Regions from separate parts of the Mus musculus genome. Here regions 2, 3, 4, 5, 6 and 7 are each linked to region 1. The links are chromatin contacts, called in public HiChIP or PLAC-seq and promoter capture Hi-C maps. All regions are on one chromosome and are shown on one strand. The core of a region is the stretch at or near the end of the contact, and the rest is flanking DNA. Distances in the headings are between cores, read along the strand shown.

Region 1 (3,320 bases), core at 486-2,985:
GCTTTAGAAGGTAGAGCTGAAGCTGGGCGGTGGTGGCACACGCCTTTAATCCCAGCACTTGGGAGGCAGAGGCAGACGGATTTCTGGGTTTAAGGCCAGCCTGGTCTACAGAGTGAGTTCCGGGACAGCCAGGGCTACACAGAGAAACCCTGTCTCGAAAGACCAAAAAACAAAAAAGCTAGAGCTGAACTTCTTAGATTCCATTCTCAGCTGCTTAGCTGCTTGACTCTGGGTCTCCTTCAGGCTCCCTGCCTCAGTTTCTCTACAAAAATAGTAGTTTTTTCCCCCCTCTGCTCACTTCATAATACTGCTGTGAATTCAGAGCAAAGCAGTATATGAACCAAAGAATCTTGTTACTGAGACTGGGACATAGGGACAGATGCTCACCACTTCTTCGAGGCCGGACTAGTTGTTCCAAGAAAGGTACCACATCCTGGCTTTCCTCTGTCTGGGGATTCAGTTCCTAGAGGAATTAAGGGCAGGGTTCAAACAGGACCTCCCAGAGACAAACAAGCAAAGAGCCTGTCAGAAGAACCATCAGCCAGTAACAGACACAAAACCTGGGAGGTTAGGGGTTGGCCAAACTGGAGAGTGAGGCTCAGCCCCAATCAACAACCTGCAGTCTACTCACACACACACACACGCACACGCACACGCACACGCACACGCACACGCACACACACACACCTGCACAGGATCTCAGGAAGGTGGGGCAGAGACAGACAGCATGTATGCATAGGTGATACATTATCATTCTCTGGTATCTGGTTCAGACGTCACAGCCAATCAGCACTTTCCACTCGGGCAGCACAACTCTCACCTTGGTAAAGTTGCCCCCTTATATCCAGATCACCCTCTTGTACACACCGACATACCCACGTGGGCTGGTTCACTCCGCACACTCAGTCTTAAACTAGTGCCAGCTGGAGTCTCCCTGCACACACCTCACACAACTGTCACAGCAAGCCAACGCTCAGTTTAGACACATTTTCCATGCTGGCATCCCGAACGCAGCATCCACACCTACTCACAGGGGGCTCCCGGCGGTCCTCTGCTGTCAGCTCCTCCTGAGAAGGCTCCTGCTGGGAAGGAGGCAGCGTCACCCTGTCCTTCTGACATCTCATCCTCCACCCCTTCTCCGATCCCCTGGCCCTCTGCCCACCCGGCCCCCATCTGCTTCTCTGCACTTTCTGCTCCTAAGATACCCAGAAAGGGGTATGCTGAGGGCCTCACCTGGGCAGACAGCGTTGCCCAGCTCCCCAGGCTGACCACGACCAGCAGGAGGCCAAGGCAGGCCAGCGCCAGGCCCAGGCTCAGCACCAGCGGGGCCAGCAGGGCGGTGCCCGGCTCCCCCCGGCGCCCCCTCCGCCTCTGGCTCCGACGGGCGGCCATGGGGGCGGGGGGCTGTGCCTGCCTCACCGCCCCCCCATCCCGGGACCCGAGGGATGGGGAGGGGGAGCTGGTGGGCGGATCGGGCCAGGGGAGAGGGAGGGACCAGGGAAGCGGGCCGGAGGGGGGGCGGATGAGGACAGGAAGCCGGACACTGTTTGTGTGATTAAACTCCAACCTCCCCGGAGTGCTGTGCAAGAAGTAAGAGACGTCCTGCGCCCGGGCGCGTGCAGGCAGGCGACCGCAGTGGCACTCCAGACCAAGAACTCTGAGGGCCAGTGAAAGCAGAAGTGGACAGGCACCCACCCAGGCCAGTGTGCCAGGGATGGGACGCGGGCCCTGGCCCCAGGAACTCAGCACCGCCCCAGTATGTTGAGCCCTCCCACGGCAATCATTAATCATGAAAATGCCCCCAAAGGGCTTGCCTATAGGCCAATCTGATGGACTCAGTTTCTGAGTTGAGATTCCCTCTTCCAGAATTCCCCCCAACTTGTTTCAAGTCTGCTAATTACCTCCTTCCCAGCATAGGTTATTTTTTCAGCTCATCCTGGTTTGGGTTTTGTTGTTGTTGTTCTTTTTGTTTGGTTTTGGGTGTTTTTTTGTTTTTTTGGTTTTTTTGGTTTTTGAAGACAGGGTTTCTCTGTGTAGCCCTGGCTGTCCTGGAACTCACTCTGTAGACCAGGCTGGCCTCGAACTCAGAAAGATCCCCCTGCCTCTGCCTCCTGAGTGCTGGGATTAATGCACCCTGGAGGCATGGATCACCACCTCTGCAATAAAGAATATGTTTTTAAAAGATAGTTTGTGGGCTGGTGAGATGGCTCAGTGGGTAAGAGCACCTGACTGCTCTTCTGAAGGTCAGGAGTTCAAATCCCAGCAACCACATGGTGGCTCACAACCATCCATAACGACCATAACGAGATCTCTTCTGGAGTGTCTGAAGACAGCTACAGTGTACTTACATATAAATAAATAAATCTTTAAAAAAAAAAAAGATAGTTTGTAAAGTTGTTTATGTGTACAGTGTGCAGCTATCTGAGCAGGAGGCCAGAGACAGCTGCCTCACTAGCTCTGCCCCTTGTTTTAGGGGAGATGGTGTGGTGACAATTCTGAAATTTTGTTTTTGTTGTTGTTTGGTTGTTTGGTTTTGTGGTTTTTGTTTGTTTTTTGTTTTTCTCAAGACAGGGTTTCTCTATGTAGCCCTGGCTATCCTGGAATTCACTTTGTAGACCAGGCTGCCCTTGAACTCAGAAATCCACCTGTCTTTGCCTCCTGAGTGCTAGGATTAAAGGTGTGTGCCACTACTGCCCAGCCCTGAGGAGAGTTTTTTGTTTTGTTTTGTTTTGCTTTTTGTTCTTTCAAGACTGGGTTTCTCTGTATAGCCCTGGCTGTCCTGGAACTCACTCTGTAGACCAGGCCTCAACTCAGAAATCCACCTGCCTCTGCCTCCCCAGTGCTGGGATTAAAGGTGTGTGCCACCAGGCCCGGCTGTCCTTTTTCTTCTATCTAATGATAGGAGGTGAGACACAGGGTGTGGGGTAATAAAAGGTGGGAAAGCACTTGGGAAACAGAGGCAGGCGAATTTCTGAGTTTGAGGCCAGCCTGTTCTATACAGTGTGTTCTAGGACAGCCAGGGCTACACAGAGAAACCCTGTCTCGAAGAAGAAGAAAAAATAAAAGTGGGGAAAAGAACCTATAAAGCAGCAAAGACCAACTACAAGCAGAGAAGAAACAAGAAGAAAGACATTAGATTCAAGGATCATCAACTCTCTCTCTCCCCTCCCCCACCCTCACCTCCGCTCTGTCTCTGGTCTACCCCTCTATCCTTCTTATCCTTACTTTGACTCATGGTCCTGGTCCAAGGTTGAAGGGCCACACTCAGTGATGGCCGTTCTGTTGCCAAAGTCCTAAGTAGCACAGGACATCACATGGTG
Region 2 (3,320 bases), core at 310-2,809, 970 kb after region 1:
TTCCAGTGTTTTCTGCATCTTGGGAGGTAGCATAAGAACACTGAGGCTACGAGCTCACATCTGGGTTCCAAATTCAGCTTAGTAACCTGAGACCCGAGGCAAGTGGCTAAAGCCTCCTATTCTGACGGCTGATGGGAGCACACCTATTACTCAGCTGAACATTAAGTAACTCTAACTCCTGTTTCCTATTAAGCTCTGCTTTCCCATAGCTTTCGAACAGACTGCACTCCCTTTACTGAGTTACCTATTCTTTGTTGCTCGGCTCATTTCAGACAAGCCTGGGACTCCCAATTAATCTTTCCTACACATGTATATTAATTGGTTATTAAAATTCCGTATGATCATTAATAAACGTCCCAGACATGGTCTATAATCTCCTTGATGAGCATCTTTGGCTTCACAAGTTTTGTAAATAAGGGAGTACAGATATTTAACAGTCTTTGAACATTCTGAAAGCATCCTGTCTTGCCTCCTTTGAGCAGATGGGTAGTAGGTGCGGGTAGGAGACTTATCCACGACCAAGGCTCACGTGGTTGGGAGCTGGATGCACCTAAGGCTATCCTTTCTATAAAGTCCTTCACATGCGCTCCAAGCCAATACAGGGCAGGCCACTTCGGGCCGCACCCTACCCTGGCTGCCAAACCCCAGCGAGCTTTCTGGTTAGCTACTCAGCGCGGGGGCTGGGAAGGAGAGATGGCGAATCGGAGCCTGCGGGGCATTCTCATCTCTCCAATCAACATCACGATCTAGTTGGGCAGCACAGGAATTTAAGGCTATAGTTAGGAAAGGGCGGTGGAAGGTATGAGGGACTGGGTCAACTCAAGAAGGGGCATAAAGATAGGAGGATCCAGCCAACCAATGGGAGGAGCTGAGGCTGAGGTCGGTCAGAAAAGGTAACACTTTAAAGGTAGAGCTTTTGGCTGAGCTAGCCAATAGAGGGGAACAGACGGGTGGATGGGCGTGCCCTAAACTCAATCGTAATAGAACTGGAGATTCGCGGGACCGAGGCGATGGATACGACATCCTCCAATCGGAAGAAAGGCATCCTACTAATCAGAGCTCACCAACAGCAGACAGGCAGGCCCGTTGACCAATCGCAAACAAGGACTGTAAAAGGCGAGGATAGGAAGAAGAGACTGGAGGTAGAAGGCAGGCTGAGGTAGCCAATCATTGTTTGCAAAAGACAGCGGGCGGGCCGACAGGCCTTTTAGGGACTCTGAGGGTCTCAGAAGTGGCCTGTGGGGGGTCTGTTAGGGTAGGAGGTGGCATTATTCAAAGAGGGAAGAGTGTGGTCCCAAGAATCGGGCGAAGATACGCGGTTGTGAATCTGGGATCCTCACCTCGGGCCTTGCGCCGACTCTCCTGGTCACCGAGGCTGGGTGGTTTCTCCATGGAGCTCAGGATGGAGCCCAGTAGGTCCGCCATCTTGGGAATGAGTGAGAGGGGGCGGTGCGTCTTAAAGGGAAGGACGAAATGCCTTTAAGGCCGGAAACACGTCGGAAGCGAAAAACCGCGCTGCTCCGCCCCGCTTAAGGCAGCGAGATGAGGCCGGCGACTTGCGTGGCGACCTTCCTACCCCGCCCCCAGCAGAGAGAGGCCGGAGGCTAGCTGGTGCAGAGACGTTTAATGGCAATTCGTATAAACCAAGCCCATGCACAAGTAGAAAGTGCTCGTGGAGCCAGCCGGGGGCTCCCGCCGCGCCAGGGAATCAGACGCCCGGCCGCGCAGCGCCTTAAATAGATTCTTCACTATACTCTGTATGTTACAGTTATGTACACACCCCTCCCCACGGGAGCGGGACTCCGCCTCGCGATCCTATGTACACCCCCTCCTCTTTGGCCCCTACGTGGGCGACCAGAGAGTCAGGGTGATGGGGAAGACAGGGCCAGGAAAGGAGGAAACAGACGCAAACATGCGGAGTCAAGGTGGGGGCAGTCACCCCTGAAACACGAGGGCGCGCGCAGCGAAGGCAGCGGTGGGGACCGAGGCGGATACATTCATCAGAGACTCTCGAACAAATAAATAAGGCAAGTCAGGAAGGTCCGAGTCAGGTGCAGGCAGGAACGGGGATATGGAGAAGGTGCAGGCAGGGCTCCGGAGGTCACAGCTGAAGATGCAGATATGTGGGGCGTGGGTCTTCTGGAGCCGGAGACCAAAAGAGGAGGCACAACCAGAAGGGAGGAAACGTGTAAGGCCTGGGGGCGGGGGTTCTACGAAGGGCTCCCAAAAAGGTGAAGGGGTGAAGAGCTGCCGACAGGGGGCTCCCCTAGTCCCGAAAGCCCTCTCCTTGTTTAGACAGCCAGAAGGGGCTCCCAGGGTTTTGAAGAAAGGCGTTGGAGAGGTCAGGTGGCCAGTCCTGGCTGGGGCAGCCCCTCCAGCTCCTGGTTCTGCTTCAGTTCCCTCATTCTGCGGAGAGACAGAGCCAAGTCAGAGGAGACTGATGGATCAGAAAAGGTGTCAGGGCAGAGAGGTAAGGATGGGGTTAGAACCTGTGTCGGCAGCGCCGCAGGAACCTCATTATTTTCCGGGCTGCCTGGTCTTGCTTCTTGGTGAGAAAGGTGCCCCTGGTGGGAAAGAAGAGTCCCCACTTTAAGACCATTGTAGGGAAAGGCTGGAGGGCCGATAGAGGTAGTGGGCATTAACAAAGAGGTAAACTGAGGGCTGTATAGGGGCAGGAAGGGGTGGTCCCTACTTGTTTCGAGCAGGAAGGGGGCCTGAGGGCCGGTGAGGAGGCCCCGGCCTGCGGCGGTAGGAGCGGTAGTGCTGCTGGATAAGCACCGCTGCTCGGCGGCTCTGCTGAAACCGCTTCTGTTCATAGTAGCTTCGGAACTTGCTCTGAATCAGGATGGCCGCCTGAGTCATTTTCTTATAGAGTGCAAACTGCAGGGAAGGAGAGGGGGGACAGGAGCTGAAATGGAGAGACAGAAATCCAAACCTCTGAAGGTCACCCTTCAATTAGGCTGATGTAGAGCCCGTTCTCTGACCCACCCACGGCTGAATCAGACTACTCACACCCAGATCTCATGCCTAATACCTTAAGTGCAATCCAGGTCAGCTTGTGGAAAGAGAGGGGACGTTAGGGCTCTCATAGCACAGAGATAGATAGGTTAGGTGGACGCGTGTTGGTATACTTTTGAGAAAATGCTCTAACCTGCTTGTACTTCCGATAACAACGTTGGATCACCGCTGCGGCTACCTCCTGCTGCTCCTTCAGCCTCCGACCCTAAAGGAAGAGAATGAGGCCCCGTCTGAGCCTCTCAAGGCCCACCTAGTAGACTCTGGACCACCTCTTCCTCCCAGAGTCTCCTCCTTAAAACTTT
Region 3 (3,320 bases), core at 324-2,823, 920 kb after region 1:
TAGAAGGAGAGAGCTCAGAGCTCCCAGCCTTTATCCTCCCTTGCTTGCATCTGTATATAGTGTGAGCAGCAAGTAGCCCTTCTCCCTCCTGTATCCTTTCTCAATGTAGTGGCCTTGGATATATCCCCTTTGTTAATAAAGACAATTCAACCAGCTTCCACCATTTTGAGATCCTACTATTGTTCTCTCTCAATCCTGGAGAGATTTGAGAGTTGAGAATGCAGAGGGTAGAGGAAAGGCATTAGGCTCTGTGAAGTTACTGTGATAATAGAGACGAAGTAAGGTGGATGAATAGGCCAGGGATCAGTCCTGACACGGTAGGACCCTTTGAGAATAGTTTTTACCAGCCCCAGCAGGGCCAGGCCAGACTTCTGGCTTCAGTGTTTCTATATCTGGGTCTTGTAAAAACCTCATTGGCTATCAACTAGATAAACATTCTTTAGGTTAGAAGGAGCCAAGAGCAAAATTGAACCAATTGCCTCCAAGTGCCTGACCAAACCACCCACCCATCTTCTACTTCCCTGAGGAGTTGGACCCACCCACATGACCACACAACCCCTCCTGCAAGTTCACAAACCAGATTTATTGTCAGCGGCCTGTTTTCAAAATCTCTTTCTTGGGGGGTGGGGGAGAGGTGGGTGCCAGTGCAGGCTCATGGTTGGATGCACGGTGGGTAAGGGAGATCAGGAACTTGGTTGAAGTAACCCCCAAGGAAGATGAGAGTAGAACCAACGCTGAAGAGCACCAAAGCTGCCCAAAAACAGACATTGTCCAGGGCCTTCCCCATACGCACCCAGTCGGACAGTTCCTGTGAGAGAGAGCTTAGCGAGGGAGGAGCCTGGAGGGCGGGGCATCTAGCACTGCTCCGCCTCAACCTCCCAACCCACCTCTCCAGTGGCTTCCTGGTCTCTTGTGCTCTCAGCCACAAAGTTCACAGCATCCACACAGCAGCGGATTTCTGGGGCTGCAGCACCCAGGTTCTGGCAGAGGGCTGCTGCTAAGGCAACAGCAAGCGCTAGGTCATTAAAAGAGCGTCCCTAACGGCGAGTGTATGCCTTTGACCCAAGAGCAGTGCTTACCGGTCCAAGTTCCGTGCCGATGCCTCTGACCCTCAAACACGAGTTCGCTCCGCGGCTTTTTCAAGATGAGCTCCTCCGCTCTGAGCAGAATGCCCACAGACGAGGCACGCCTCGCTGGTGAGGCAGTTCGGGGATCCTCTGGGGGTGGGCTCGAGCCCAGGAGACGCGGCAGCAGCTCTAATAAAATCTGCAGCCGGGGCAGAGAGAGGTTCCAAGCCCGCTTCCCACCCCTGGGCAGTACTTTCTCCAACCAGCGCTTACCTGGCGCAGCCGAGGGGATGTAGCATGAGTCGTTGGCGTCCTCAAAGATACGTTGAGCACGATGACGCAATTCATGACAATGAGCGTGGCAACCACCATGACGAATATAAGATACCTGATATACAGAAGCCTGATGTCACAGCACCCCACAAACAAGGCACTAGCTGCCCTCTACCTCACAAATACCACCTCCGCACAGCTGGTGGCGTTACTTCTTGATCCTCCTCAACGATGCCAGTATTGTCCTGGCCCTTCTGCATATACCATCTGTTGCGGACATGAAGGGGATTCCCAGCAATTTGGACACCCTGCTGTGGGTCTACCACTTCCACAGCTCCACCGAGGTGAGGGTATTAGAATGGCAGAATCTGGAGAGGTCCCCAGCTCTTCCTGCTATGGCCCTTTCCATGTGATCATTCCACTCACTACCCTTGCTCCTCCAGGTGGCCTTACAGCCTCCACTTCTATCTTCCCTGGAACTTGCTGTGGCCGCAGCTCACGAATATCTGGTGCAAAGGTTCAGAGAGCTTAAGTCCCAGGACCCCCTGGAATCCGACAAGTCGCCCACCCAGAAGGCCACCCTAGGGCTGGTGCTAAGAGAAGCTGCAGCCAGCATCATGAGCTTTGGAGCCACCTTGTTAGAGGTGCTGCTCTGGGAGGCTGAGGGATGGGAATAAAAGGGGGAGAGGGCTAGGCCAACAAAAGCAAGGACCTCTAGCCCATATGCCCCAATGTAGATCTCGGCCCTGTGGCTGCAGCAGGAGGTGCAGCGACTGGACGGCGGCAACGACTGCCCAGGCCCAGCCCCAGACACTGGGGATCCTGGTAGGGCGCTGGCCCGTGTAGCCCTGGCCGCAGGGCAGGGGATTCGGCAAGCTGGAACGGCAGCTGGCGCAAGTGCCCGGTACCTGATCCAGGGGGCGTGGTTGTACCTGTGTGGACGAGGTTTGCACGGGTCTACCTCATCTCTGCCACAAACCCTATGCCAACTGGGCCTTGGGGTCCCTGGGGATCCGGTGCGTTTGGGATAAAGGGTGCGACATGGGTCAGAGGAGGTATGATTAAGGAGATGCTGAACTATACTGTCCTCTTAACAGAGAGACTCGGGAAACCTCAAGGTGTCGCCCAGCAGCAGTGAGGAGAATGGGGGAACAGATAATCCATCACTGTCCCAGTCCAACCCTGTGTCCAAATAAAAGTCCAGAACGGGACAACACCAGGTCCCTATGCAAGCCTTCTTTGGCTACATTCTCCATGCATGCCCCTATCTCTGTGGGATCCACTTTGAGATTACCTGCCCAGCAGTGGCACGCTCAGAGAAGTCTCTGGAATTTTCTGGGCAATTAGAAACAAGAAGACAGTCTGGGCTAGCAGGACGTTGATAGAGACCGTGCATTTCTGGCCACCAGCTAGAGGGAGCAAGCTGTGAGAGGCAAGCCAGGGAGCAAGCCCAGCCTGGGGTTCAGGAGTCAGGGTCACCCCTTACCCTGCGCAGGCAGGAAGTAAGCGAGCAGCACCAAGCCAGAAATGAGCACGCAAGGCACAATGATGTTAATGACGTAAAAAAGCGGCTTCCGGCGGATGATGAGCGTATAGATGACGTCAGTTTCTCCAGGACCTTCTGTGGAACCTCCCTCATAGCGGCGAATCATGCCTGGGCAGTAGTCTATGGCCCATTCTCCATTCTCTGCAGGACATAGGGCACAGTCAGCCCGCACACCTGCAACTCCAGGCCAAGAGGGCTGCTTGAAACCTGGGCTGTTAGCACGGGGGCAGAATGGTAGAGAGGGGCATTTCTGGTGGGGGTGTGGAAACAACACATCTAGACTGACTTCAAGAAGCTCAGCTTCCGGTTGTGTGGTTCAGGCCAAGCCCTACCCTGAACGTCCCCCCTTGAACCTTATCTGGGAGAAGAATTTTTGGAAAGGGGGTATATCCCTTCACCGGTAAAAGCTGCCGTGTCAATGTCAATCTTGTTGA
Region 4 (3,320 bases), core at 581-3,080, 870 kb after region 1:
GGAAGTCAGGGCAGGAACCTGGAAGCAGAAACTGAAGCAGAGGCCACAGAAGATGGCGCAGAGGCTCACTGGCTTGCTCTACCTGCTTCCTTACACAATCCAGGACCACATGCCCAGGAGTGACACCACCCACAGTGGGCTGGGACCTCCCACATCAATGACCAGTTAAGAGAAGGCTTCACTGGCTTACCCACAGGCCAACCCGGTGAGGGTGTTTTCTCAGGTGAGGTTCCCTTTTCTCAAATTGCTCTAGCTTGTGTCAAGTTGACATAAAAGTAGTCAGCACAGCTGGAAGTTGGAGAATACTCCAGGGCAAAGAGAAGTAAGTGCAAAGACAGGTAAGAGGTGTTCTGGGGGCTTCAAGTAGAATATATTTCATTACATCTGGAGCAAGTTTAAGTATGGTTTATTAGAACATAAGACCAGAAAAGAAAAATATATATACATAAGGTCAAAGAAACAGCAGAATCTTGAAAGTCTTTGATATCACTACCCACAAGGCAGTGGGAGTCATCAAACGGTGTTTTTTTTTTTTTTTTTTTTTTTTCTCATTTTGTTTTTTTTTTTTTTCCCCCTGTCATTTTATAGTCCAGGCTAATAGAAAATGTAATCCTCCTGCCTCAGCTTCCTGAATGGTGGGGTTCAGAAAACCGTTTTAAACAGGACAATGATGCCAGATTTAAGTTTTAGAAAAAAAAATCACTTCTGGATAATGAAGAATTTAATCGAAGGTGCCAGGCAGAGAGGCCATGTGGGAAGGCCAAATGGGGATTGTGGCTTGCATATCAGGGGCAAGGTAAATGAGTCAGGAGAGTACCCGGAGCAAGTTTGAATGTGCACCCAAATGTGCCAAGAAGCCTCCAGAGAATTCAAGCTCACCTAAGCAATGTTTATATTCATTTTCAGAGGGAGTGTTAGTGTTGGAAGAGCTCTTGAAAACTCAGAACCTTCTCCCCTCAACTTCATAGAGAAAGAAAAGCCCAGAGGCAAATTTGCTTGCTCAGGGTCAGACAACACATTAGTCAGTGGCAGAACATGTCTGTCTATAGTTACAAAGCCTCACCCATCCTCTAGTGAGACTAACCGGCTGGAGGTGCTGTGCCAACAGGAGTAGATCTGAGGAGCTGGAAAAACATTTGAAGGGATTGGATACAGTTTCTTCTGCTTTACCACTAGCAACTCCAGGGATAGTTCTTTCCTGCAGAACACTGTGCTAAGAGAAGCAGATACAGACGTGTGCAGTAGGAGTGCCTATCTGCTCCCAACATCCCCACTCCAGCCTAGAAAGGGAGTAAAGGGCAGACAGTAGCCCCGTCCTTCCCTCCCACGTGGTTTCTCCAGCCAAGTTCTCACGGAGTGGCCCCTCCTTCAGCGGCTCCACTGTTACCATGGCAATTGGGTGGGTGGACAGCACGTCCTATCTAGAGGCCAGCAGCCCTCGCGTGGGGAGTTACCATAACAACCCCCCTAGTAATAGAGGGGGTTGGGTCCCGCCTCCCTTCCCCCGCAAATCGAGAGGTAGGTGGTTTGATTGGCAGCTGGGCACACGAAAGAGGGAAAGGGAAGAAAAGGAGTCAAATAAAGATCAACGAAGGAACTAGAGGAGAGGAGGCAACAATAATAAAAGGGGGAAAAGGAAGGGAAGGTGTATGCGCACGCGCACCAGCGGGTGGTCGCGCTCCTTCCACTCCAGGCTCTAGCGAGACTGGGTCCGCGCTCGCCCTCCGCCCGCTCTCCTGCGCCTGCGCGCAGGTGTCGGCGCCCCGCAGGAGGGGGCGCCCGGCGCGTTCGCGTCACGGTCGGCTCTGCGCGTGCGCAGGGCAGCCGGCGACTCGGGTTGCAGGCGCGCGGGTGAGAGCGCCTGTCAGCCGCTGGGTCGGTCCTCCCGCTGGCCCTCCCCCTCCCCGGCCTTCGGGGCAGGCGCGGTGGAGCCCGCCCCTCGAGTCCCCCGATGGGGGAGAAGCGGCGACGGCGGCAGCGGAGTGAGCGAGCCGGAGCGTGAGTGGCCCCGCGGCGGCCATGGGCGACCCAGCCCCCGCCCGCAGCCTGGACGACATCGACCTGTCTGCCCTGCGGGTGAGCACCACCCCAGCCTCGCGCCCGCGACCCCTGCCCTTACCCCGAGCTCTCGCCGCCCGGGGGTTCGCCCTCTGGAGATTCTGGGAGCCAGTTTGGTCCCCACCCTGTGCTGCCCTCCCCCACACTTGCGTGCCACCCCTACCTTGCTGCTGGGATCCGAGTCCCCTCCTTTATAGGCGTTTGAGGGTCACCTCTGGTGTCCCTAAACACAGCCCTGCATCACCTGCAGAGCCTTTCTTGTGTCCCCCCTCTCTCGGCCCTCATGTCTGCTTCCTCCACCTCCTCTTCTGGCTCCTGGAATTTTGACTTTGCAACTGCCTCAGCCTCCCCCTCATCCCTCGTTTTCTTCCTCGCCTACCCCTAAATTGCAAGTTGGGCGGATTTCACCTCCTCGCTCCACCCCACACACCTCCTACGTCTCCATCCCACGTTCACTTTCCCTATCCCTTTTCTCGTGTTTCAAGTGCAGCTTTTCAGACCCAGGCATTTCCGGTCTCGGGGTCCCTGAATATTACATTACTAACTCTGCAGCCGCGTGGGGCTGGGAGGACAGACAAGTGCACAGTGGGAGGAAGGGAAGCCTGGATTTCCTCGGAAACTCGGGCCGGAAGACGATGTTTACATACATGTACAAGCACACACACACACACACACAAACACACACGCACACACAACACGCTGCCTGAGGTCAGTAGGGAGGGAACTAGTGGGAGTGGAGGCAAAGGAGAGTTGGAGGGAGGGGTTCATTAGGGAAGCGGTTAAGAGGAAACAACTGTGTCAGGAATGCTTTCAAATAACCCATTTATTGTTCCACGTGGGGCACTTACTCTCTCTCCTCCCGGAATTTTCAGTTCAGCATTTGTAAGTGTTCTCTAGCGGGCAGCTTTGTCTTAAGGGCAACATAGAAATTTCAAGGTGAACCATTCCAGACTGTCTCCCAGGTGGTGTTTTGATTCCATGCCCGGTGAGCTTTCCCAACCGGCGGCGTAGGTGTAGCTAGAGCAGGATTCCCCACCTCATGCTTACCTTCTCAGAAGGTCTCTGTACACATTGGCTTCTGGCTTGTAAATTACCCAGGGAAAAGGCAGCCACCTCACAAGTGCCCCGGATATGACTGGAGGGGAGAGAGAATTGAAGAGAGCAGAGTCATGTTGTTAATTGGGTTTCTCTAGGTGACACAGTTTTTTTTTTTTTTTTTTTTTTTTTCCCTCCCTTGCCATTCAGGTCATAATTTGTTTGGT
Region 5 (3,320 bases), core at 590-3,089, 840 kb after region 1:
GCCCCAACCATAAAAGTATTTTCATTGATATTTTATAACTGTAATTTTGCTACTGTTATGAATTGTAATGTAAATATCTGATATGCAGGATATCTGCAGGCTGAAAAACCACTGACATAGAGGTATCCTATCTAATATATAGATATGCACATATGTATTAAGGTTTTTAATTAGGAAAAGATGAACAGATACTTTATCAAGATACTTAAGCATATGTGTAATGGTTTGTATATCCTCAGCCCTGGGAGTGTCACTATTAGAAGGTGTGGCCCTGTTGGAGTAGGTGTGTCACTGTGGGTGTGGGCTATAAGACCCTCATCCTAGCTGCCTGGAAGCCAGTATTCTGCTAGCAGCCTTCAGATGAAGATGTAGAACTCTCAGCTCCTCCTGTACCATGCCTGCCTGGGATGCTGCCATGATCCGGCCTTGATGATAATGAACCTCAGAACCTGTAAGCCAGCCCCAATTAAATGTTGTCCTTATGAGGGTTGCCTTTCATGGTGTCTGTTCACAGCAGTAAAACCCTAACTAAGACAATAGGAAATACAGTTAACGCTGTTAATATTCAGAGATGTACAATTAAGACTGCAGTGGTAAACCTTTCAGACCACTCTAATGGATAACAGGAAGGATCTATGGAATTGAATGTGCACCGTGCTATGGAGCAGCTACAACAGAAGTACCATACACTGGTTTTTAGAAATATAAAATAGAAGAGCCATTTTGGAAAGTTTTTGTATTTAATTGTTTTCTCTATTTTGGCTTTGTGTGTATAAATGTTTTGTGTGTGCAGTGGCCACAGAGGCAAGAAGAGAACATCAGATCCCCTGGGGACTGCTTGGTGAGCAGCCATGTGGGTGCTAGGAATCAGACTCAGGTCCTCAGCTCATGCACAGAGCCATCTCTCCAGCCCCGGGGTTTGTTTTTTCAGCAGTGTTTTGCTGTGTAGCCTCAGCTGGTCTCAATGCCCAAGCTTCACAATACTCTCTCCAATTCTCTGTGCTGCTGAGCTACAAACTGCCAAGCCCAGACCTCGACAGCAAACAGTAAGTTAAACATACACTTATATGACCCAGTAGTTCCACTCTAGTTGTTTACAGAAGAGGAATTAAAATAATAAGTCCACAAAAATGACTGGCACATAAATGTTTATTGGAGGTTCATTTCCAGTGAACAAAACCTAAAACAATTCAAATGATGATTCAGCGGAAATTTGGAAGGGAAAAAAAGGACAGCCTTTAGGATCTGGGGAAAAAAAGTTTTTTCCAGACTGAAATTTACAGGCGATTAGGTTCCAGGTTCCGAAATTGGTCTGTTATTGTCGCTCAGTGTCGGGCTAATCACTCCTGCGTTAAAAGAGCGTTTCAAGAATGAAGAATGCGATTTCTCATACAGCAACGAACTTGGCAGTCACTCGGCTTTTTATGCTCTTATTACCTTCCATCAACAAAGGCTATCTGTACCGGGCCCACCAAGGGGACATCTGCAGGTCCTCGCAACCCAGGCCGTTCTGCCCGGATTCCAGGCAGTGCTGGGGACCAGACTACCCAATGGCCGCGCGCGCGCGCGCGCGCAGTAGAGGAATGTGCACTACGTGGATCGCACACTGGGGGGTGCTGGACATAGCCAGCAGGTGCCCCGAGGGCAGCTGGAGGAAGAAGACAGCCCTGGGGAGTGGGCGGCCTCCGGAGTGGGCGGCCCGGGCCCGGGCGTCTCTAACGCAGGGCGGGCAGAGGACGGCGGGGGCGGGACCCAGTCGACGCGACAGTCGTGGAGGTGAGCCCTGGGGGCCTTCCCGCCCCCCGAGGGCAGGCTCTGAACCCCGGCCCCGCCCCGGCCCTCTGGGGTGTAGGCTCCTGGCTGAGTTCTGCCTGCTTGCGAACCCGCACGGGCGCCGGGGTCCGCATCCAGGGTGCGGGGGCCCGGGACGTGGCGCGGCTGAGGTCCGGAGCCCCGGGAACCGGGCGGGGACGCTGTCGGGCTGGAGCTGCAACGGCCTTCTGACTCAGCCGCTCGTCCAGATTTCGGGATCTCTCTCCTGGGCGGGGAGCGCGCAACTTCCTCATTCCCGCCCGGACCCTTGCTTCCAGCCAGTCTGACCTGACTTCGAGCCTCGCTGTCACCAGGGCTCCTCCCTTGGACTTAACCTCGCCCCAGTTCGAGGCCATCCCACCTTAGCTAGGTGCTTTTTTGGACCTGAATTTGGAATGAGAAGCGGGGCTGAGAGGCTCTGGTTGAAGGCTGGGGGAGGGAATGGAGGTTGCAGGGGTGGGTGTTAGAGGGGCGTCGGTCTACAACCCTAGACGTTGAGAGTCACTGAGTAAGACGGGAGAGGACCGACCGGGGGCGTTGGATGGGGAAGGGGTGTTTCTGTAGGGCGAGTCCCTTCCTGAGGCTTCCTCATATTCCTAGGATGACTGTAACCCAGAAGAACCTCTTTCCCTATGGGGACTATCTGAACTCCAGCCAGTTGCACATGGAGCCAGATGAGGTTGACACTCTGAGGGAAGGAGAGGATCCAGGTATAGAGGGAGATGGCTCCCAGAGAGGGGAGATAGGGATCTGAGGCCTCCTGAGATCTTTACACCCTTGGGTTGTTTTGTTTTTGTTTTGCTTTTTTCCCCTCCCAGCTGATCGAATGCATCCCTATCTGGCCATCTATGACCTTCAGCCTCTGAAAGCACACCCCTTGGTGTTCGCCCCTGGGGTCCCTGTTATAGCCCAGGTGGTGGGCACCGAAAGATACACCAGCGGATCCAAGGTCAGTCACCAGCGGATACCAGGGAAGGCGAGAGAGGGAGTCCTGGCCCAAGTGGAGGCCTGGGTTGGGCCAGAAGACATATTTTAGATTTTCATATCCCCAGGTGGGAACCTGTACTCTATATTCTGTTCGCTTGACGCATGGTGACTTTACCTGGACAACCAAGAAGAAGTTCCGACACTTTCAGGAGCTGCATCGGGACCTCCAGAGACACAAAGTCTTGATGAGTCTGCTCCCTTTGGCTCGGTGAGTAGAACTCGGTTGCTTCCCGTGAAAGGCAGGTACTTCTCACCCCATGGCAGCCTCACTCACTCCTGTCTGTCTGACTCTTATCCCCTGGGCATTTTCCTTCCTCAGCTCTGTGCCGTGCCCCCTCCCTTGTCCCTGGTTCCCAGGAAACTTTCCCTGCTTGGATCTCCTCCATAGTACTGTGCCAATATTTTAGCCAGGCTGGATGCCCAGAATTGTCCTTAGCAACCCCCTCCTCCCAGTTGTCTCCATTCCCAGGACAGAGACCCTTTCTTTCTTCTGCCTTTCTTCTTTCTTTCTTTCTTCTGCT
Region 6 (3,320 bases), core at 248-2,747, 820 kb after region 1:
TAATGTTTACTTCGTTTTCTGACTCTGTATTTGTGCTGTCAACACTTACACACTGGTTTTCTGCTCCTCAATAAGGAAAGAATGCCAGATCCTGTCATGGGCATATTTAGCACAGGTGGGGTCACCCATTGTTGTTGTTGTTTTAGGCAGGTTCCCTAGGACTTTAGTTCTCAGAGCACAAACTCCTCAAAGTCTGCCTGGGCACGCACCATGTGTGGATTTGGGTGCTTTTCTAAGTTTCTTGGAATAAAGATTAACAGGGGTTCTGGATAGCCATTTCTTGTTAGAGTCTGTATTACAGGGAAACCTACAATGGTATGTCAGATGCTGGGCCTAAACATTATCACTAGAGTTGGAGTGTCCCTTTTTATAAAGCATGTTAAGACAGAGTCTAGATAAGTTATCCAGGCTGGCCTTGAACTTTTGATATTCCTATCTCAGCCTCCCAAATACCTAAGGTTACATGAAGACCTGAGCTACTGTGCCCAGCTATGAAAATACTTTTGTATTCTGGGGGTCTAGTGTAGGGCCTGCCATAGGAAAGTAATGACTGATTTAATGAATGAAACGCTAAAGTGAAGCTCAAAAAATTAAATTATAATGTCCAAGAATCACTGATGGAAGGCCCCAGACTCAAATAGTGTGCAAAGGCAAAGAGCGTCTATTCTGCAGAAATTACCAGCATGCAGGGGTCACAACAAAATGGCAATGACTTGAGGGGCTTGCAAGACATCCTTTTAGGCAGGTCTAGGGGAATTTCCCAGAAGGACTAGGTAACCTCTAATATGATTGGTAAGGGTCAAAGCAGTAACATTAGTACCATTTTCATTAGGTGCTAGGTTAGTTCTATTATAATTGGTGAGACCCTGAAGATTTTTGGAAGCCAGCTCAGTTCTGGCTTTGTTATCTTCTTCAGCCAGGAGTCTCACAAGCAGACTCAGCTACAGCCTTATCCTCCCTAACTCAGGCCATCATTGGCTAAAGGTTCTTTGTCAGTGGCTCCTTCAGAGAAGCCCAGTAAGCTTCCTGGGGAATTGAAATTTTTATTCCCAAGGTTTCCAGACCTCTCGGCAAGAATGTAAAAAAAAAAAAAAGAGAGAGAGAGAGCCTAAAGCCCCATCCTCGAGCCTTAACAAGTAAGACGTATTGGGCAACTGTGGTCAGCTTTCCACTTGGAATGCTTTCACATGCGTTATCAATTGATCCTCACATGAGATTTACAAAGGCCCATTATCTGCAGCTTACAGTGGATTCGTGTCCAGATTTAAGGAGAACCCACAAGACGCTGCCTCTTACGACAAGCTAGCCCCACAGGTAAAGGCAATGCAGAGACAGGTCACATATTATGTCCCCCAAATCGTCATTATGTCTCTCACCCTAGGATCTGACCTCTAGGGCAAAGGACACAAGGGAGGGGTCCTTAATAGATTAATTATTAACTCTCTGCACCTCTGGACACCACGGGAAGGGAAAGGCCACCAACTAGCTAGGTGAGGTGCACCAGCGATGGTCATGGGGGTCTCACTGTCCCCAGCCCTGGGACGCTGGTTCCGCCATGCAATTCCCTTCGCTATCTTAACGCTGTTACTTCTTTACATCAGTATATGGTTCTTCTATGAGTGGCCCTTCCCCTTACCAGCTCAGAGAACCCAGCAGTCCGGCCTGCGGGGACTCAAACTCCCTTCTCCTTCTCCAGTCCTCGGCTCCCTGCTTAGTTTCCCGGCAGGGGTGCAGTCCTGCAATCCAGAGAGACCGCTACCTTCCCAGGTATGTTTGAGTTTTAAGGCCAGAGTCTGGGGACTCTGCAACAAAGAAACAGGGGAACCAGACTGAGAATCGAATGAAAGGAGGCTCCTCCCTCTCTGTTCCCTCCCCCCTTCAGATGTCAAGAATAACCAGGAGGAACCCCAGCTAAACCTGAGGGACATTCTTCAGGGCCCAACAGTGGCTAAGTAGGCCTAGCAGGCTAGGAACTTTTCATGTATCTCTTATATCTATCTCCCAGACTGGCCCAGCGGCCAGACCCCTAGTGGTCCCAGAGAAGGAAGAGCTTCCCTGTCTAGGGCCTCATGGGGCGCTGGGTCGCATGGTGAGCCCCTTCCTGGCCTGTATGAGCCCTGAAGGGGATGTGGCGTTGTCTCAGTATCTGGCAGGATGGAGAGAACTACTTAGGTGAGTGGTCTCCCTTCCCCAAGCCCATCTTCCTCCAAATGATTCTGTGGTTTCGCAAGTCATCTCCCCACTTCCACCACCAAACAGGTTCCTAACTCCCCTTGGCACTGTCTTCGCCTTTGCCACCAGCGAGGCCTTCAACAAGGTGACCGACCTCGAGGCTCGTGTGCACGGCCCCAATGCTTCACACTACACATCGCTGATGACTATGATCACATGGGAGCGGGGAGCAGGATTGCTACAGCGCCCGGGAACCGAACCTGGGCATTCAGCCGGGTCCTCGGGCTCTCGAACGCTACTTTTGTTGCATCGCGCGCTGCGCTGGTCCCAGCTCTGCCTCCACAGGGTGGCGACAGGGACGCTTGGAGGTCCAGATGCGGGCACGCAGTGCGGGGAAGCCTACAGCACCGCCCTGGCCCCGCACCATCCATGGCTTATCCGTCAGGCCGCTCGCCTGGCGATCTTGGCCCTCCCGAGTCGCGGTCGCCTGCTCCAGCTGGCGTGTCCCGGAACAGGAGAGGCGGACGCGCGGGTTGCTCTGGCCCGGGCCGCCGGCGTCCTGGAGGATGTGTACAATCGTACCCAGGGCCTGCTGGCCGGCCACGGCCTGCTCCAGCTGGCTTGATGGCCGCGGCATCAAGAGACCGACCAGAAAGGCATTTCTGGGAAGGGATGTACATACTCAGGGTTACCGGCGGCCTGAGAGTAGCTAGCGGTCCTCTTTAGTGAAGTCACCACAGTTAAGGCCCACCCCCAGCAGGGCAGTCTCAGTGATGTGTGAGATCCTCTCATCTTCAGCCTCTGGAAGCTGGAAGAAGCAATGAAGAATAAAGAATGCTTTAGTAGCTGTCGACATCCGGCGTTATGTATGATAACTGGAGAGCTAGCTTAAGGGCTGGGGGAGGGTGTGGGAAGACCTGTTATCCCTGCTCTTTGCATCTGAAGGACTCATATTCCCCTGAGCTCATTTCAGCTGCTCCATGGCTTCAGTTGCCAGCGCTTACCAAGTCTCAGTCCAGATCTGCCCTCCACACAGCCAACGCAGCATGTCCCGCCTGAGTGCTACTTCCCTCCACCAAAAGTACATTTATTTCTGTGTTCTGTCTCCAACCTAAAGCCCGTGCACCATGCCTCTCACCAAACAGGCA
Region 7 (3,320 bases), core at 361-2,860, 760 kb after region 1:
TTCCATTCACTCCACATACACAGAACTCCTCACTGGACCTCAACCATACCAGGCTCCTTCACAGCCCCATCTCTTAGAGAATACTAGCTCCCTTTTCCACAACAACCTTTCATCCATCACAACAGCCCTTTAGAATTCAGTTCAAGAACCACTTCCAGGGCTGGAGAGATGGCTCAGTGGTTAAGAGCAATGGCTGCCCTTTCAGAGGAACCTGTTCAATTCCCAGCAACCACACAGTACCTCAAAACTGCCTACAGCTCCAGTTCTAAACAATCCAATGTCCTCTCTAACCTCCATGAGCAATGCATGCACATCACTCACAGACACACATACAGATACAAAATACCCTTACTCACCAAATTAAATAAATAAATCTTGGTGGGCAGTGGTGATGCACACCTTTAATCCCAGTACTCAGGAGACAGAGGCAGGCGGATCTTGGTGAGTTCGAGGACAGCCTGACCTACAGAGCAAGTTCCAAGACAACCAGGGCTACAAAGAGAAACCTTGTCTCAAAAAAACCAAATAAAATAAAATAAGCTAACAAACACCATTGAGTGAGAGAACATTTCATTTATCTCTATATCCATAGAGCCTAGCACACCTAATTGATAATCAAAGACAGAAAGGTCGAGGGAAGGAACCAGGACATGAGAATGAGCTGGGCTCAGGATCAGGAAGAAGCCTTAGGCACGGAGAATGTCATGCTTTCCTTGGGAGAGGTTGGCCACCAAAGAGCCCATGACTACCCAGTATGGAGGAACCCACTTGAACTCCCACTGTCATCACCTGGCCCAGGGCCAATGCTTAATAATAAATTCTTATAAATTCAGTAAGTCAGACAGTTAACTAAATCAGAGAGGTCTGAGTGGCTTTGGGCCACAGGGCTGTTTCAGTGGTGGCTCATATCTTTAATCCCAGTATTTAGGGAGGCAGAGGCAGTGATACTCAATTTGTGGGGAAGGGGGTGAGGGGAAGACTAGTGCCCAAGTCATGTCTGGCCACCCTTCTTTAATAAGCCAATTAAAAATGGAAAGTTAAAAAAGGAGACGTATCCAATGTGGCCACATTGGGAAGAGTGACAAAGAGATCCGGCAAGCCCCCTCAAGTCAGTCTTCAGGGTGCTAACGCAACATCAAAGTTTAAATAGAGCAAGGTTGTGCACATCTAAGTACCCCACCCCCACCCGCACCCCCACCCTCAGTCAAGGTGTGTGGTCACACCCATCACTGACTATTCATTATCTGGGCTTCAGTCTCATCCTGTAAAGTGGTCTGACAAGTTGTTAGAACTGTGTAAAATCTCTTTCTGGAAGACAAGTTCTGATAGTCAAGACTGAAGAGATACAAGTATCTCTTTAAACTATCTTCATTTTTGACAGACCTATTACACCAGAGGATCTCTATGAGTTCCAGGCCAACTTGGTCTAAACTGAGATCCTGTCAGAAAACAAGTCAATAACCGCCTCTTTCCACCCCTGTCTGGCCTGGCATTAGCGCCCTGGCAGTCAGACTAGACCAGGTAGACTCGGAAGGGCGAGGCCGCGCTGAGCATCCTGGGAATTGTAGTGTTCGCTGCAGTGGCCTCTGCGCAGGCGCACATTAACAGGCATTTCCGGGCTGTGGCGCCACACCTCGCAAAAGACGGCCTGTGGGGCTTTCCACTGGAACGATGGCTACCTACAGTCTGGCGAACGAGCGGCTGCGCGCCCTGGAGGATATCGAGCGTGAAATCGGCGCCATCCTCCAGAACGCAGGTTCGGGAAGCGAGGGGCAGACGGCAAGGGGTGAAGACCAGCCCGGGACTCTGCGTGCAGTTGGGGCGGGACCTGAATGCTAGCCTTAGGGCGGGGCTGAGTCTGAAGCCTGGGTCTGACATCGCCCTCTCCCCGCCCTGGCAGGAACGGCGATCCTGGAACTGTCCAAGGAAAAGACTAACGAGCGGCTCCTCGACCGGCAGGCGGCAGCCTTCACCACTTCTGTGCAGCACGTGGAGGCAGAGCTATCCGCTCAAATCCGCTACCTCACTCAGGTGGGTGTGTCTAGAAGGTGCTGGGCGGGGACCCCAGCTCTGAACCAACGCCCTAGCCTTGGGGATTCCCTGAGCTTTAGCTAGGTAAGACTGCCTCTTACGCGATAGGTACTTTCATTTCAGGGCTGGTTTAGTCCTCTAAAAGGAAAGGATTAAAAATGTCTAGGGTGTATAAACAATACCCTAGGCATACCAGCTGGCACAGGCCGGTATTCTGAGCTACTTAAGTGCCTGAGGCTGGAAGATCACAAGTTCAAAACTTGTCTGGGCAATTCAGACCCAGTAGGTCAGAAAGAGAGTTGGAGCTCTGTGTTAGAGCACTTACCTACCATAAAGAGGCCCAGGTACTGAAATAAATAAATAAAAATAAATAAATAAATAAATACTGAAGCTACCGAACGTTGTTCCCAGAAACTTGTGAGGCCATATTTGCTTGGGGACTAAGAAGACAGACATCGCTAAGAGGCTTCCAGAGTCTTTACTCCAGCTGCTACTGTTTACTGACATCTGTGGTGTGCTGGGCATATCCTAAAACTCTAGGAAGTATTCGCTGTGGTCCCTATTTCATAGATGAGGTTCACACAGTGGTTAAGCTTTTTCTTTTTTTTTTTTTTTTGTTGTTGTTGTTGTTGCCTTAGAACACTGAGTTACCAGTCAACTAATGTAGATCAAACTTGGGAAAGATGTGAGACCAGAGAAATAATACTGCCCGGTTGTGGGTGGTAAAGAGAGGCAGTACCCCATTGATTGATCTGACTTGTAGGTGGCCACAGGGCAGCCGCATGAGGGCTCCAGCTACTCTTCCAGGAAGGACTGTCAAATGGCTCTAAAGCGAGTAGACTACGCCCGCCTCAAGATTAGTGATGTGGCGAGAACCTGTGAGCAGATGCTGGAGAACTGAGTTCGGATGATCCAGAGTGTGCCCTGCACCAGAGACCGTAGGATGGGGAGCAGTGCATCATACACGTGCCCTACTGGTCAGGGCAGACGAGGACCACAAGGCAGAAAGGAGAACTGAAGAATCCAAAGCCCCAGTGTACACACATCTCTTCTGACTCTTCCAGCAAGACGGCCCTGTTTTCCACTATGCAAGATCAGACAGAGGTCAGAGGTCAACTCCCAACCCACTTCCTCATGTGCACCCTGCCCTGGAGTTTCAGAAGACTTGGCCCAATAAAAATAAATGTGTTCTTATAAGCACACACAGTGGCTCACACCTGTAGGCCCGGTACTTGGGAAGTAGAGGTGGGAAGATTGCTGTAGTTTGAGACCAACCTGGGCTAAGTACA

What was found. Promoter capture Hi-C pulls out the DNA fragments that hold promoters and counts their contacts. HiChIP or PLAC-seq counts read pairs in DNA pulled down with a chosen protein or histone mark.
Region 2: a contact with region 1 is called in an H3K4me3 HiChIP or PLAC-seq map of bone marrow-derived macrophages, with 6 times the contacts expected there. The contact joins the promoter of Spag7 here to the promoter of Tnfsf12 in region 1. A contact is called at or near these places in 1 of 39 promoter capture datasets (liver) and 2 of 115 datasets of contacts at active chromatin or transcription factors (bone marrow-derived macrophages and pancreatic cancer cells).
Region 3: a contact with region 1 is called in a promoter capture Hi-C map of liver, with 4 times the contacts expected there. The contact joins the promoter of 4930544D05Rik here to the promoter of Tnfsf12 in region 1. A contact is called at or near these places in 1 of 39 promoter capture datasets (liver) and 1 of 115 datasets of contacts at active chromatin or transcription factors (bone marrow-derived macrophages).
Region 4: a FOXA1 HiChIP or PLAC-seq map of pancreatic cancer cells shows a contact between it and region 1. The contact joins the promoter of Mink1 here to the promoter of Tnfsf12 in region 1. A contact is called at or near these places in 1 of 39 promoter capture datasets (liver) and 1 of 115 datasets of contacts at active chromatin or transcription factors (pancreatic cancer cells).
Region 5: a promoter capture Hi-C map of liver shows a contact between it and region 1, with 3 times the contacts expected there. The contact joins the promoter of Pld2 here to the promoter of Tnfsf12 in region 1.
Region 6: a promoter capture Hi-C map of liver shows a contact between it and region 1, with 2.8 times the contacts expected there. The contact joins the promoter of Gltpd2 here to the promoter of Tnfsf12 in region 1. A contact is called at or near these places in 1 of 39 promoter capture datasets (liver) and 1 of 9 other capture datasets (adipose tissue).
Region 7: a contact with region 1 is called in a promoter capture Hi-C map of liver, with 2.2 times the contacts expected there. The contact joins the promoter of Med11 here to the promoter of Tnfsf12 in region 1. A contact is called at or near these places in 1 of 39 promoter capture datasets (liver) and 1 of 115 datasets of contacts at active chromatin or transcription factors (pancreatic cancer cells).

What each region holds. Positions count from the first base shown.
Region 1 is chr11:69,694,363-69,697,682 of GRCm38.p6, forward strand. It overlaps Tnfsf12 (tumor necrosis factor (ligand) superfamily, member 12), which reads right to left and starts at 1,736. Exons shown (of 7, transcript NM_011614.3): 1 at 1,234-1,736; 2 at 1,032-1,079; 3 at 388-463. The coding sequence starts at 1,392. Tnfsfm13 (tumor necrosis factor (ligand) superfamily, membrane-bound member 13) reads right to left here and starts at 1,736. Exons shown (of 13, transcript NM_001159503.2): 1 at 1,234-1,736; 2 at 1,032-1,079; 3 at 388-463. The coding sequence starts at 1,392.
Region 2 is chr11:70,667,857-70,671,176 of GRCm38.p6, forward strand. It overlaps Spag7 (sperm associated antigen 7), which reads right to left and starts at 1,560. Exons shown (of 7, transcript NM_172561.3): 1 at 1,341-1,560. The coding sequence starts at 1,425. Camta2 (calmodulin binding transcription activator 2) reads right to left here. Exons shown (of 23, transcript NM_001190376.1): 19 at 3,152-3,223; 20 at 3,035-3,055; 21 at 2,693-2,880; 22 at 2,490-2,564; 23 at 1,607-2,406. The coding sequence ends at 2,343.
Region 3 is chr11:70,614,321-70,617,640 of GRCm38.p6, forward strand. 4930544D05Rik (RIKEN cDNA 4930544D05 gene) reads left to right here and starts at 1,574. Exons shown (of 4, transcript NM_001145537.1): 1 at 1,574-1,684; 2 at 1,784-1,984; 3 at 2,078-2,285; 4 at 2,438-2,570. The coding sequence starts at 1,619. The coding sequence ends at 2,478. It overlaps Chrne (cholinergic receptor, nicotinic, epsilon polypeptide), which reads right to left. Exons shown (of 12, transcript NM_009603.1): 6 at 3,285-3,320; 7 at 2,827-3,027; 8 at 2,635-2,749; 9 at 1,341-1,455; 10 at 1,080-1,266; 11 at 888-994; 12 at 563-808. The coding sequence ends at 653. It overlaps Mink1 (misshapen-like kinase 1 (zebrafish)), which reads left to right. Exons shown (of 33, transcript NM_001045964.1): 33 at 1-162.
Region 4 is chr11:70,561,051-70,564,370 of GRCm38.p6, forward strand. Mink1 (misshapen-like kinase 1 (zebrafish)) reads left to right here and starts at 1,831. Exons shown (of 33, transcript NM_001045964.1): 1 at 1,831-2,076. The coding sequence starts at 2,020.
Region 5 is chr11:70,538,433-70,541,752 of GRCm38.p6, forward strand. It overlaps Pld2 (phospholipase D2), which reads left to right and starts at 1,840. Exons shown (of 25, transcript NM_008876.3): 1 at 1,840-2,182; 2 at 2,413-2,522; 3 at 2,631-2,761; 4 at 2,865-3,007. The coding sequence starts at 2,414.
Region 6 is chr11:70,517,712-70,521,031 of GRCm38.p6, forward strand. It overlaps Gltpd2 (glycolipid transfer protein domain containing 2), which reads left to right and starts at 1,498. Exons shown (of 3, transcript NM_146020.1): 1 at 1,498-1,767; 2 at 2,006-2,172; 3 at 2,260-3,025. The coding sequence starts at 1,507. The coding sequence ends at 2,797.
Region 7 is chr11:70,450,308-70,453,627 of GRCm38.p6, forward strand. It overlaps Med11 (mediator complex subunit 11), which reads left to right and starts at 1,611. Exons shown (of 3, transcript NM_025397.3): 1 at 1,611-1,756; 2 at 1,901-2,031; 3 at 2,795-3,320. The coding sequence starts at 1,672. The coding sequence ends at 2,932.